3 separate regions of the Mus musculus genome follow, and regions 1 and 2 are each linked to region 3. Evidence: chromatin contacts called from public HiChIP or PLAC-seq data. All regions are on one chromosome and are shown on one strand. The core of a region is the stretch at or near the end of the contact, and the rest is flanking DNA. Distances in the headings are between cores, read along the strand shown.

What was found. HiChIP or PLAC-seq counts read pairs in DNA pulled down with a chosen protein or histone mark.
Region 1: an H3K27ac HiChIP or PLAC-seq map of embryonic stem cells shows a contact between it and region 3, with 8 times the contacts expected there. The contact joins two enhancer-like sites. A contact is called at or near these places in 2 of 484 Hi-C or Micro-C datasets (both in embryonic stem cells) and 5 of 115 datasets of contacts at active chromatin or transcription factors (SST interneurons and embryonic stem cells).
Region 2: a contact with region 3 is called in an H3K27ac HiChIP or PLAC-seq map of embryonic stem cells, with 5 times the contacts expected there. The contact joins two enhancer-like sites. A contact is called at or near these places in 2 of 484 Hi-C or Micro-C datasets (the N1E-115 cell line and adipose-derived mesenchymal stem cells), 5 of 115 datasets of contacts at active chromatin or transcription factors (embryonic stem cells and neural progenitor cells) and 1 of 9 other capture datasets (embryonic stem cells).

Annotation. Positions count from the first base shown.
Region 1 is chr10:11,800,627-11,804,866 of GRCm38.p6, reverse strand. No RefSeq gene overlaps it. Among named protein-coding and RNA genes, the nearest start is that of Gm22546, 150 kb to the right of the region's middle. Within about 2 kb of position 2,901, at least 9 of the 459 cell types and tissues checked have an H3K27ac peak or open chromatin away from gene starts, as enhancers often do. A contact at or near this core is called in embryonic stem cells, where this site is marked.
Region 2 is chr10:11,745,588-11,749,633 of GRCm38.p6, reverse strand. No RefSeq gene overlaps it. Among named protein-coding and RNA genes, the nearest start is that of Gm22546, 100 kb to the right of the region's middle. Within about 2 kb of position 2,468, at least 6 of the 459 cell types and tissues checked have an H3K27ac peak or open chromatin away from gene starts, as enhancers often do. A contact at or near this core is called in embryonic stem cells, where this site is marked.
Region 3 is chr10:12,606,363-12,610,671 of GRCm38.p6, reverse strand. The region is part of intron 50 of Utrn (utrophin); the gene reads left to right. Among named protein-coding and RNA genes, the nearest start is that of Gm25139, 240 kb to the right of the region's middle. Within about 2 kb of position 2,176, at least 22 of the 459 cell types and tissues checked have an H3K27ac peak or open chromatin away from gene starts, as enhancers often do. A contact at or near this core is called in embryonic stem cells, where this site is marked.

The DNA of each region.
Region 1 (4,240 bases), core at 1,652-4,151, 810 kb after region 3:
AATCATTAATCAAGGAAATACTCTAGGCACAGTTCTTCCTAAGGTCAGTCTGGTGGAGGTATTTTCTAAATTCCAGGTTTTTCTTCCCAAATGACGCTATCATGGGTCAAGTTGATAAAAAATAAACAAACAAACAAACAAACAAATAAATAAATAAATAATAAAAACATAAATAAACAACCTAATAACCAATACAGGCAAATTTGAATTTGATTTACTGATATCTTTAAAGACTTGTAGTTTGTGTGCATTTTCTAGAAGAAACCACTGAAGGATAGTTTCTACACATTTCAGAGCAGGTTGTATGACAAGAACTTGACTTAGTTTCTTCCTATGAACAATAGGAAAACAGTGGTCTGGCCCTATCATGCCCTGTCTGACTCCCACACATAATTATGTACACTGAAAAGACTGTCCCAAGGAAGAGAAAACTCTGCAACTCTGGGAAATGATCCCCTCAGAGAGATAAGAACTCAGTCACAGCTGCCCTGCCTTGGGCTGCTTGACCCCTGCAGCAGAATCCAGGAGAAGCTCTTCATGTTGTTTCCCAGCACAGTTTGCTCCAGAGCAGTGTTCCGGTCAGTGTGTGGCCTGGTGACTGAGAAATGAAGCATAATGGGGTAAAAAGACAAATCTCATTTTTTCCGTATAACCTGAGTAGCAGTGGCAAAATCGGTCATCTCTCTAAACTTCTGTATCCCCATCTATAAAAGGAAAATGAAGTCATGTGGTGGGTGCACATGCAGTCCCTCTCAGACGAATGGTGTGGCTGACATTCCCTGAAAAGAAACCAAGAGAGAGAAGGATTGAGGAAGTGAGAATGGGATATAGACTGCAGGGAGAAGGCAGTGGCAGACTTAATAATTGTCTGAAGACTAGTTAGACTTCTCAGGGCTGATAGATTCTAGGAGGCAGGACAAAGGAATTTCTTAGGTAAAATAAAATTAGAAAGTAAAGGTTAAAAACAAATAAAACTTCCATATTCATGTATGATTTAAATATCATAGGACATAGAAAACAGAATGGAGAATATGGAAATTGAATGGAGATATATATATATATATGGCATACATACACACACACACACACACACACACACACACACACATATATATATAAATATATATATATGCCACATATATGTGAGCGTATGTGTGTAATTTTTTGTGTAGACTGTCCTTTTAAATTTTGAATACAAAATAAATAAATAAATACAGTACAATTTCTATTTAATATGTATTGAAATGTAATTTATGTTATGATCTTAAACTGGGAAGTCAAGAGCATCTAAATTGGTTGGTTTTAGTAGCATATAAGTTCATTTTAGAAAGTAGTGAAAGTCAAGTCTGTAGAATATCAGTCCCTTGAGGAGATCTGATAAATCAAATCTAACTCTGCAGATAAGAAAAATGAAAGCTGAGAAGATGTATCTTATCCAATTCTTCACAGCTAGACATCAGAGCCAGAGTTGTAACCAAGATCACCAGATAACCACATGCCTCTGCCCCACACAGATTGAGGTCTTATCCCTGTAACTTATCTAGCAGAGGCCTAGTCTTCAATTCTCATGGGGGAGGAAACATTGATCCATTAGTATATAAAATTGTGAAATTATAAATTATTATGATGGGGTGGGTTCTTTATCACCTGTTTCTATGAATTTCCTAAGTATCTTTTTAGTTCTAAGGGAAGTATTGAACTTGGAGCTTGATATTACAAGGTCTGATGAATGATATGGCCTCCATTGATGGTCAGGGAGGCACTGAATTAAGAAAATTCTGGACTCTGTTAGTCCATGTGGAAGGTAGAGTCAGGAAAAACTTAGAGAAGGTAACATTTGTGTTCCTTACTTGTCATCAGGTGAGAGATGTGAAGAGAGCATTCCAAGAAATTGATGCAAAGAATGCTAAGGCAGGGAATCCCAGTGCTTCCTGCTGTGTTCAGAAAGCAATCAATAATTTACTTTAGCTGTCCAGACAGGTGTCCTAGTGACAAGACACAAAGTGACCAGGCTACAAATCTTCATGAGGACTTGATTCAGAAAAATGTCAACAGAACTTTCAGTTAAATGTGGCAGATGTAGCACATGCATTTGTCTTTGCTTCCTCCAGATATCTCCCAAAAATTAAGATGAAAGGATCTTCTTTGTATACAACATAATAACCATTCCATGACACCATACAACTTCTATGAAATGTGCTTTTATTATTTAAACATTAATTAGTGTCTTCCCTGCTTTAAATCTATGTGTTGACTATCATTTTTATATAAATATGTTTTTATAGATGAGCTGGAGAATTTATATGGCCCATAGGTATCTAAGCACCAAGTGATGAATGAATGTTGTGGGGTAGTGGCTTATTGAGAATTAGTGGTAACTATCTCTTATTAGTGGTAACTGTTTCTTATTAGTGGTAAATATCTATCTCTTATTAGTGGTAACTATCTCTTATTGGTGGTAACTATCTCTTATTAGTGGCAACTATCTCTTATTTGTGGTAACCATCTCTTATTAGTAGTAACTATCTCTTATTAGTAGTAACTATCTCTTATTACTGGTAACTATTGCTGCAGACCCCCTTGGTCCCTTGTCTGCATAGAACGGGTCTCTGGTTGCAGATGGACAAGGAGTCAGCGAATAAATGACAGTCAGACACAACACAGGAGATTGTGTAGAAGCTGAATGTAATTTTTAGAGTCGAGCATCTAACTTTTTATACAGAAGAATAACAAGAAACCAGGAGAGATACATGCACCGAGTTACAGTGACACAATACATAAGGAATGTATACATCAAAAGAAGGCGGGACCAGGCCGCTGCCACTAAGAAGAAAGCCAGGTGTAATGCTAGTCTATTGTTAAGCGCACCACCAGGGGTTCTTAGTAAATGCCTGATTTATGCTGTTTCTTTGGGCCTAGTGAAGAAACCTGTCTCAGGGGGTTTCCCTAACTCTTTCATGCTAAACCCATCTATTCACTAGGCCATTGTGAATTCCCTTGTCTGGGTAAGGCTGGTTATTGTCTCAAGTAAACACTCTGCAGACCAGCCCTGAGCTATTCCGGCTCCATTCTTTGTAATGCCTAATTAGTTTCACTGTCTCTACAAGAAGTAAATTTGAATGTTACTGAATAGATAACCTTCTTACTGAATTCCTACTAAATTCCAAGTTTGTCAGCTTCAAGGATTTTCTGGGACATTGGAACACTGGCAAAGGCTTAGCTATGTCAGAAATTGATCTTTAAAGACACTTATAATAAAATAATACTGAAAGAGAGCACGGGAATCCATACACCAGACTAACACGGGGATAGGGTATGAGTATACAGGTTATGAGAACGCCAAGGTTCCAGGAGGTGTGTTGCGCGTGCCCAACTGGCCAGGAAGAATGACGCTGCAACAGGATCCTTCTGCACATGTTTATTCAGTCCTGTTTCTTCTTGTTTATATCTCCCTTGTTTATATCTTCCTTGTTTATATCTCCCCCGAACCCTGGGCCTCTCACTCTTAAATACTCTCAGTTCTCATCCACGCACAGCAGGCCACGCCACCTCACCAGGCACGCAGCTTCAGCTAATCAGGGCAGCAGGGGCATATCTCCACCAAAATGGATTCGCTAGTATCCTGGTACACCTGCGCAGCTCTCGTGATGGTTGTGGCTTATATTCAGGTGAGGAAGTCAGGTGCAAGTCATAAGACTTAGCTGCAGTCCCTGGTGCCTTTGGGACTGCCGCCACACCTGCTCCTCACAGAGGTGAGTTTCTCTGAAACTCTTTGCCTCGTGAGTGCTTCCAGGCTTCTTGGCCTGTCAAGCAAACTTCACTGGAGCGTGCGTAGCAAACTATATCTTACTAGTGGCAACTATGTCTTATTTGTGGTAACCATCTATTATTCCTGCTTAGTATTTGAGTTTTTCTCTCTTCTGTCTCCCTTTCTAAAGTTTGCGAGAAATGTATCAGTAACACGCAAGATCACCCAAGTACACTGAGCACATGTGATAGATAGCGGTCTTCAGGAAATCCATGCAAAGAATAGTCTATATTATTAGTTTACTTTTTAAAACCCAAGAGATTTACTTATAGAGATCTGTCAAAAAATATCCAACCCTTTGAGGTTGATGATCCTCATTGTTGATGCAGAAGGCCAATGTCTGCCTCACTCCAGGAGACAGAAACCCCAGACAGTCAGGAAGTCCTCTCAGTCAGAAAGTCCTCTCAGTCAGGAAGTCCTCTCAGTCAGGAA
Region 2 (4,046 bases), core at 1,219-3,718, 860 kb after region 3:
GAGGTCAAACCACAGCAAGCCTGGATGCTACACATTTCTTTCATTTGCTTGGTTCTTGAGTTTCAAAGACTGTTTATATCACAATACCATGTCTGTCTGGTTTCTCATGCCAGCAAACCAAGGGAAGTACTACAGTAGAGGTACTAAATTCTCCTTTTAAAACATTCACTGGGAAATAAATTGGTACAAGCAATAATGCCTTGGGCCCACAGAGCATTTTACAGCTTGTTAAATCCTCTCACAGACATTGACACACTTAAAACCCACTTAGAAATAATGAAAAAGGCAAAATATTGACTTTTCACTTTGCAGCTTGAGTAGAATGCTTTATGTCTTCAAAACTATCGTGGTAGGTATCCATCTCCCTATGTGTAACTGCATATAAAGCTAAGGCAAGTGCAAAGCACCTCTGTGGGAATTTAGGAAATGATGGTTCCTTCTCTAAATTTCAAAAATGCAATCTAAGTATGCTGTGAAGTATAGCTACATTGTTGCCTAGATTCTAAAATTCCTAATGAATATTTCACACCACAGGCCTTGCAATAGAGTTGGAGAAGCAACTTGTATACCATCATTCTCTCACTTATTATTTAAAAAAAATCACTCCCCACCCCTACAGATTATAGCTTAAAATATTAACTAATATTATCTATTTTAAAAAATTTCTGTGAGTCAGGATTTTCTACATGTCTTGGATAGACAGTTCTGGCTCAAAACTTCTCTGGTGGGTGTTCATCCTATCTTGATTAATTGGAAGGTCCATCATGGGAAGCTCATTCACACAGCTGCAAGTTGTACCACTAAATTTAGGAACTGAAGGATCAAAAGTTTGTGACCGTGGAAAGAGATCAAGACACAGAGCAACAACTTTCCTAGAAAACAGAACAAAGAGAGGTACCTGGCTGGGCTGTGCTTGATCGCTGTGGAGAACATCTCTAAACATTGCAATAGCAGGTTTGAGATTGAACAGAGGCCAAACTGGGAATCAAAATCTCATACACATCAACAGCAAAGCAGATGGCTCGCTATCTTGATGAAGTGCCCACTGTAAAATTAGATGTGGGTAAGGAGTCATTCTATTGGGATGGCTAAAGAGTCATTGCAGCTATTTACGTGGTGAGTGGTAGTGAAGAAAATAGGGGTATTTAAGATGTTTTGGAAGAAGAATATACAATAGACAGTACCTGAGCTGAGCCCAAATTGGATTTCTGACATGTAGATAATAGGACTACTAAAGGCTAAAGGCAAGCTACATTTAATATGTCTTTGTGCTCAGTACCAGAGGGAAGACAGGAAAGTATGATTGAAGACACTAAGTATGATGGAGAAGTGAAAAAGCAAGATTTGTTAAAACTCGATTTTTATTTGCAGCACCAATTCCTGTCTGTGTCACACATCTCTTGTCACACTGTTCATTTCAGAAAATTATGTCAAGCCATAAAGCGTAATTCTTTTTGCAAACAGTACATTTCACACACTTGGCTACTCCTCTGTAATGATGCCATGATTCAAACTCTATCAACAGATGAGAATCTAGAAAGCAAGACATAAGAGGTAGGGGAAGCTTGTTTAATTGGGGGCATGCAGATTCCTTACTCTGTGACATGAACTAATGGGAGTCTTTCTTTATGAAAAAGTATGTGATTAAATAATAAAGATGACTTCAGTAATTATCACTGTGGTAGTCTGAGTGTGCTTGTCCCATGGGAAGTGGCAATATTAGGACGTATGGTCTTGTGGGAGTGGGTATGGCCTTGTAGGAGAAAGTATATCACTGTGGGGTTGAGCTGTGAAGTTCTAACCAGTGTGGAAGAGACAGATGTACACGATGCAGAACTCAGTTCCTTCTCTAGCACCATGTCTGCCTGCAAGCTTCTATGCTTCCTGCATTGATGATAGTGGACTAAGCTTCTGAATCTGTAAGCCAGCCCCAGTTAAATATTTGCCTCTTTAAGAGTTGCCTTGGTCATGGTGTCTCTTCATAGCAACTAAGACAGAAGTTAGTACCAGGCATTGTCTTATTGCTGTGATAGATCTGACCATGTTGTTTGGGGGAATGTGAATTTGGGGACTTTTGATTTGGGGAGGAGTGAAATGCTTTAAGTGGGGTTTAATGGACCATTCTAGTAGGAATATGAAGGACATTGATACTGAAGTCTTTAGAAGTTTCAGAGGAGAAGAATTTTAGTATGTGACCTAGAGACTGTTTTTGTGATGTTTTCATGAAGAATGTGGCTGTTTTTAATCCATTGTCTGAAAAGTTGGCCTGAGGTTAAGGTGAAGGGAGTGACCTTACATTGACAAAGGCAGTATCAAAACAACCCAGTTTAGACTATGTGGTGTGGTTTATGCTCATAAAGAGCATTCTGATTAAGTGTAGCAAGTTTAGAAAAGAGAAACACAAACTGTATGGTTCAAAGTGTAAAGGGGCAGCAGGAGGGAGAATGGAGCTGAATCCTTTGTTCAAGGAGACAAACAGATTAAGGGAGTGGTGACTTCAGGGTAAGATCCCACCCAGCCAAGCATATTCCAACCATCACATTCTTTGGATTCCAAGGCCAAGCAAAATTGCTGTTGCAACTTGTTCTCTTTACCAGGTAATGACCTTGCTTCATGAATGTAGAAAATGTCAGGTCTTCTTATAATGATAATAGATATTTCTCAATATGTTCATTTTCAAAAAAAAAAAAAGTAAATCCCACAAGATTTCCATGGCATCGCTCCCAGCAAAATGACTTGATGGATTTAAAGATGCAAACAACCATCAGCAAGACATATTTGCTAAATATCTCATTACACAAAGAGCTGAGCCATAATTACTTGGAACAGCTCAGATGCACACACAGGCAAACAGGATAAGTTTTACAATATCAGTGCAGGTGGTAAATGTGATGGAGACCATCAGCAGAAATCAATTAAGCCTGGAAATGTACAGCAATGGGATAAAAGGATGCTCAAAATGCCTTCGAAGGTGGAATACTGCACTGCCTAGGATTTTAAAATCATTTTGTTACAAAAGTTCAATCATAAACAAACATACAACAAAGCCTAGTGCACTACAACCATCTACAGAAATCACGGATATGTGTATGCCAGACATTATATACACAATTAGGGAAACAACAAAACAACAACAACAACAAACCTACCCAGGGGCAAGCTGGTATTTAAGCTAATCGGTGTGCATTTCAGGGTCTTGGCTCTTTCTCCAAGCTCAGGATGTTACAGCCTTTAAACAAAACCTGACCTAATATAACAGATTTTAGTCTCTCTTCAAAAATGCTAGTACACAGAAATTAATTGGATTCTACACAGAAGAGGAAGCATCATGGAAAATGAAAACATAATTAGATGTCAGGCACATGTAATACACATTTGTATGAATACATGGGTCTGATAAATTATAGACATCATATAGAAGCTTCTCAAATCAGATGTAAATATGAATATGAGGGAAGAAAGAGCAGGAGTTCTGTAGTGTGTCAACTGAATCTTTGCATTAATATGGCTTTGCCTGCTCTTTGTCGCCTTCTATGTTCATCCTTAACACCTGACTATGGTTTGGACTTGTGAATTAGGTTATAGTCTTTGAGGGATGCAAATCAGGTCTGATATCTGTTTGACCTCCTCATGGAATCTAGAACTGCACTCAGGACATCATCAAAACTAGGAATATATTTGATGAGAGGTGCACTGTGTTGCCTAAGATTCAGACGGTTCCCATTTCTCATCCATGCCATGGCTTCTATCACCAGAGAGAAATGTATAACTTCTGTCATAACTGTCATGCTTAGCAAATGAGCAGCCTGTTGTGCTTGTCGCACTTACAGGGTTCGGGAAATATGTTTTCAAAATAGGCCTGAAATGATAGGTTTTGCTTGTAACTGTTGCCACGGCAACAGAAGAAAGGGGAGACAACTCAGCTAGCTGGCTACTATCTTTGTATGTTTCTGTTTTGCTTTGAGTCCTTCCTTAGTGTTCTACCATTTGCTTCCATGGAAGTCAAGGAGGATTCTATGGCAATTTAGATATCCTAAGAAGTAACC
Region 3 (4,309 bases), core at 927-3,426:
GGACAGCCAGGACTACATGAAGAAACCCTGTCTCGAAAAAACAAAAAAATAAACCAAAACAAAACAAAAAAGGTTGAACATATGTGTTTTGGGGGAAAAAAATAGAACACGTGAGTGGTGCATTTTAAAATAAGCCTTACAGGTTTTACTTTCAGGTGGGGTGTGTTGCTCTCCTTGGATAACTAAACCCTGAAGTGTTTCAGAGCATGAAACAAGCTTGACTTGGCCACAGTCTGAATGTTAAGACAGAGGTATTTTAAGACCATCTGTCAGGCTCCCTTGGTTTCTCTCAGTAACCAAACCGTACACATATTTCTTGAGCCACAGTAAATGGACGTCCTAGCCTGAGGTCCCCTTGATCATGAGTCAGTTCTTGCTTTCATGAGAAGCCAGTGGGTTGGGTAGTTCAGAAGGTGTATGGAGGTGGAGATGCCGTGGAGCAAAATGGCGGATGCGGAGGGATTCACATTTATTCTCCCCTTTCCTTGGTGCTGTTTGTGGTGTCTCATCAGAGATGTGTGAACTCCCAGAACGAGTACTTTCTTAATGCTCTGTCTTCTGCAGTTCCTGCTGAGGTCCAGATTACTGACTCAAAACAGGAGACCTTCCTCCCTGCCTGTGACTGTCACAGGAGTTTTGTTTTGTGGCTTCCCAAAGGGGCAGCAGCTTAGCTGATCTGTGACCTCCCTTTTTACCATAATTCCTCATATCAACGCGAATGTCAAAATTATCTTTTATTACTTAAGTAGTAACATATCGTTAATCAGAAAACCCATGTTACCAATGACTTCACTTATGATTTAATGCAGTGCTTTTTACATGATTAAAAAATAGCCGGGCGTGGTGGTGGCGGACGCCTTTAATCCCAGCACTTGGGAGGCAGAGGCAGGCGGATTTCTGAGTTCGAGGCCAGCCTGGTCTACAGAGTGAGTTCCAGGACAGCCAGGAAAATACAGAGAAATCCTGTCTCGAAAAACACCCCCACCCCCAAATGCCGGTCACAAAGTTAAGTGGTTCTTTAAGAACAAAAAACGTTAGTTGGAACTCTGCGTGACTGACGCGGATACAGTAGGGAGTAAACAGAAAGTTCTTTCTGAGAAGAGAGCTGGCATAGCACTCTAGATTCAGAAAATGCTATTTTGTCATCGTGACTAAAAGCTTGATGACTTGTGTTTCCTCTGGGGTGCAGTTTATTAAGTATCAAATGGAAATTTCCAGCCTGTATGTATGGATCTGAAAGCTATAGGCACGAACCGCTTTCTCTTGGTTCTCGGCAGAGCCCTGCTGGCCTTTCAAAGGGAAGTTAGTTGTTTATATTTAGCTCTGGAAATTAAGCAATTAGCAGGGATAGGAGAATATAGACAATGTCACACCATTGTCGTTTTCTCACTTGCTCGAAGTTTGTTCATCTCAGGCAAGGTAAATGAGTCCAAGTAATTGAAGTTGGAAAGGATGTGGAGTGTGGGAGAGGATTGCTTTTCATTTTTCTTTTTCTAGTTTGTTCAGGTCTGTGAAGTTCTGAAAGACTGATTTGTAACAAAGCTCAGTCACAGAAGCGGACAGTGCTTTTTAATGCTTAATAAATAATTGGCCGCTGTGACAGCATGGCCTGATAAAGCCGGAACGGAATCCCTCTAGAATGGAAAGTGAAGTAGTTGGGTCAGGCCTGGTGGTACAGGTTCTGTACTCTCAGCTAACTGGGAAGCTGAGGCTGGAAGATTGTTCCAGGCCTGGGTGGTTTGTAGAGTGAACTGAAGGTCAGGTTGTATAACTTAGTGACTCTCTGTCTTGTATTGAAATGTTAAAGTATCAAAGCTTTGTGTATTGTGCCAGGTGAACATTTGCCTAACATATGTAAGGCCCTAAGGGCAATTCCCTGCAGTTGCTGGAAGGTGTTGGTTTTCAGGGTGGGTGCCTCCTTCTCCCTGCTCTTCCTCCTTCTCTTCTCCCTCTTCTTCCTCCTTCTCTTCCTCCTCCTCCTAATACATATTTGTGCATGTTTATTATAGAATTGGTAGACAGTTTCTGTGTATAGACACCATGACCTTGACAACTCTTATTAAAAAAACAAAACAAGACAAAACATTTAATTGCGCTGGCTTACAGTATAGAGGTTCAGTCCCTTACCATCATGGTGGGAAGCATGGCAGAGTGCAGGCAGACATGGAGCTGAGGGTTCTATATCTGGATCCTCAAACAGCAGTTGGAGACTGTGTCACACCAGCCACATTTGACCTTATGCTACCTCAAAGCCTGCCCTCACAGTGACACACTTTCTCCAACAAGGCCACACCTCCTCCAAGGAGGCCACAGCTCCTAATACTGTCACTTCCTATGGGCCAAGCACTTATATACATTTGTGTATGGGCTCCATACCTGTTCAACACCACATTCACAAAAGTGACCATCTCTTTTGAGACAGGATCTTTTATTGGCCTGACCTCACCAAGCTGTCCAGACTGGGGTGGATTCTCCCTGTTTAGACTTCCCTAGCTCTGGGATTACAAAGACAGTGCACACACACCACCATACCCAACAAACATTTTTCTGTGGTTTCTGAGAATCAAGCTCAAGTCAAGCACTTTATCCAGTGAGCCACCTTCTCAGGCCATATTTATGGTGTCTGTATTTTTTCCTACTGTAAAAGGACTAGGAAAACAAAAACTGTTGACATAGAAAACCACAGCACAATAAAAATTAACAGGAAAGCAACAACCCTAGACTCCATGGGAAAGCGTCTAATGAAACACGGACAGAGACGCCTAATGAATAGGATTGTAAACGTTCTATGTGTTTTTAAGATAGTGTTAATATATATTTTTATATGTTTTATCTATCATCTATCCATTTATATATCTTCTATTTATCTATCTATCTAATTTATATATCATCTATCTACATATCTTTCATCTATCTATCTATCTATCTATCTATCTATCTATCTATCTATCTATCTTCCTACCTATCATCTGTCTGGGAAAGAAAATTGTCACCAGTTCTATGTAACATCTGGAGAAACAAGCTCTTTTAACTCCACAGTGAAGGCACAGAGTAGGCGATGCTTGGCCAGTACATGATTTAACTGGCACTGTTGACAGGTTTTCTGATTCCAGATTCAGTGTCTCTCTGCATTTCATTTCAGGTGGTCACAGTGGTTATCCTGAGCTACAAAGAACCATGCGGTTGAGGGGTAAAGAAAGAGAAAGTAGCTTAAGTCATTGCTATACTTTCTTTTAGTTATCATTCGTTGTATTTTCACTGTACTAGGAAGGAAATCCCCTGTGTAGATGTTTCATCACCCGTAGTCTTGGGCATGCCTAGGTACTTGTTCTCATCTTGAAGTTGAAAAAACAATGAGCAACTGGGCTGTGGTGGCGCACGCCTTTAATCCCAGTACTCGGGAGGCAGAGGCAGGTGGATTTCTGAGTTTGAGGCCAGCCTGGTCTACAAAGTGAGTTCCAGGACAGCCAGGGCTACACAGAGAAACCCTGTCTCGAAAAACCAAAAAAAAAAAAAAAAGAAAAAAAAAAAAAGAAAAACAATGAGCTACATTATTTTTGAAACTATTTTGGCTATATGAACGTTTTTGTTTCCAGTTTCTATAGGCTTTTTTTTTCCCCCCTAATGGATTCATTTCTCAGCTTTGTACAAAGGATGGATTGGCTCATTTTAATGCAAATTGATATAGTTGGTTCTGGGTTTTGATTCATAATTTAGCTTGGTTTGAGTCTCAATACCACAAGTATTGAATTATGTATTCCCCAAGCCTAATTCTCCATACCCAAATGTAGTTTTTTATCATCATATTTAAGACACATAATAGCGCCTTTAGAAGATAAGTGGGAAGGAGCCAGCTGTGGAGCACCTTGTTTTAGTGAAGCATCTTCTCTGTTTTGAAAGTCATGTATTCAGTGGTTCTCATGCACCACATATATGTTCAGCGTGCAGGGATGTGCCAGCTTTGTCAGTCCCAGAAGTTCATTTAAGTTGTTCTAAAGACATTTAAAATATTTTCTTCTTATGTTTTTTATTTGTTTGTTTTAAAACTTTAAAGCTTTGTTTTTATTATTTTTGAAGTGTGTATCTCTCTCTCTCTCTCTCTCTCTCTCTCTCTCTCTCTCTCTGTCTCTGTGTGTGTGTGTGTGTCCGTGTGTGTGTGTGTGTGTGTCCGTGTCTGTGTCTGTAGTGATGTGTACATGAGTATAGCCAGAGAGGCTTGGATCCTCTGGAGCTGGAGTTACAGGCAGTTGTGAGTTGCTTAACATAGGTGCTGGCATCCAGCTGTACTACTCGGAAAGGCAATTAGGTG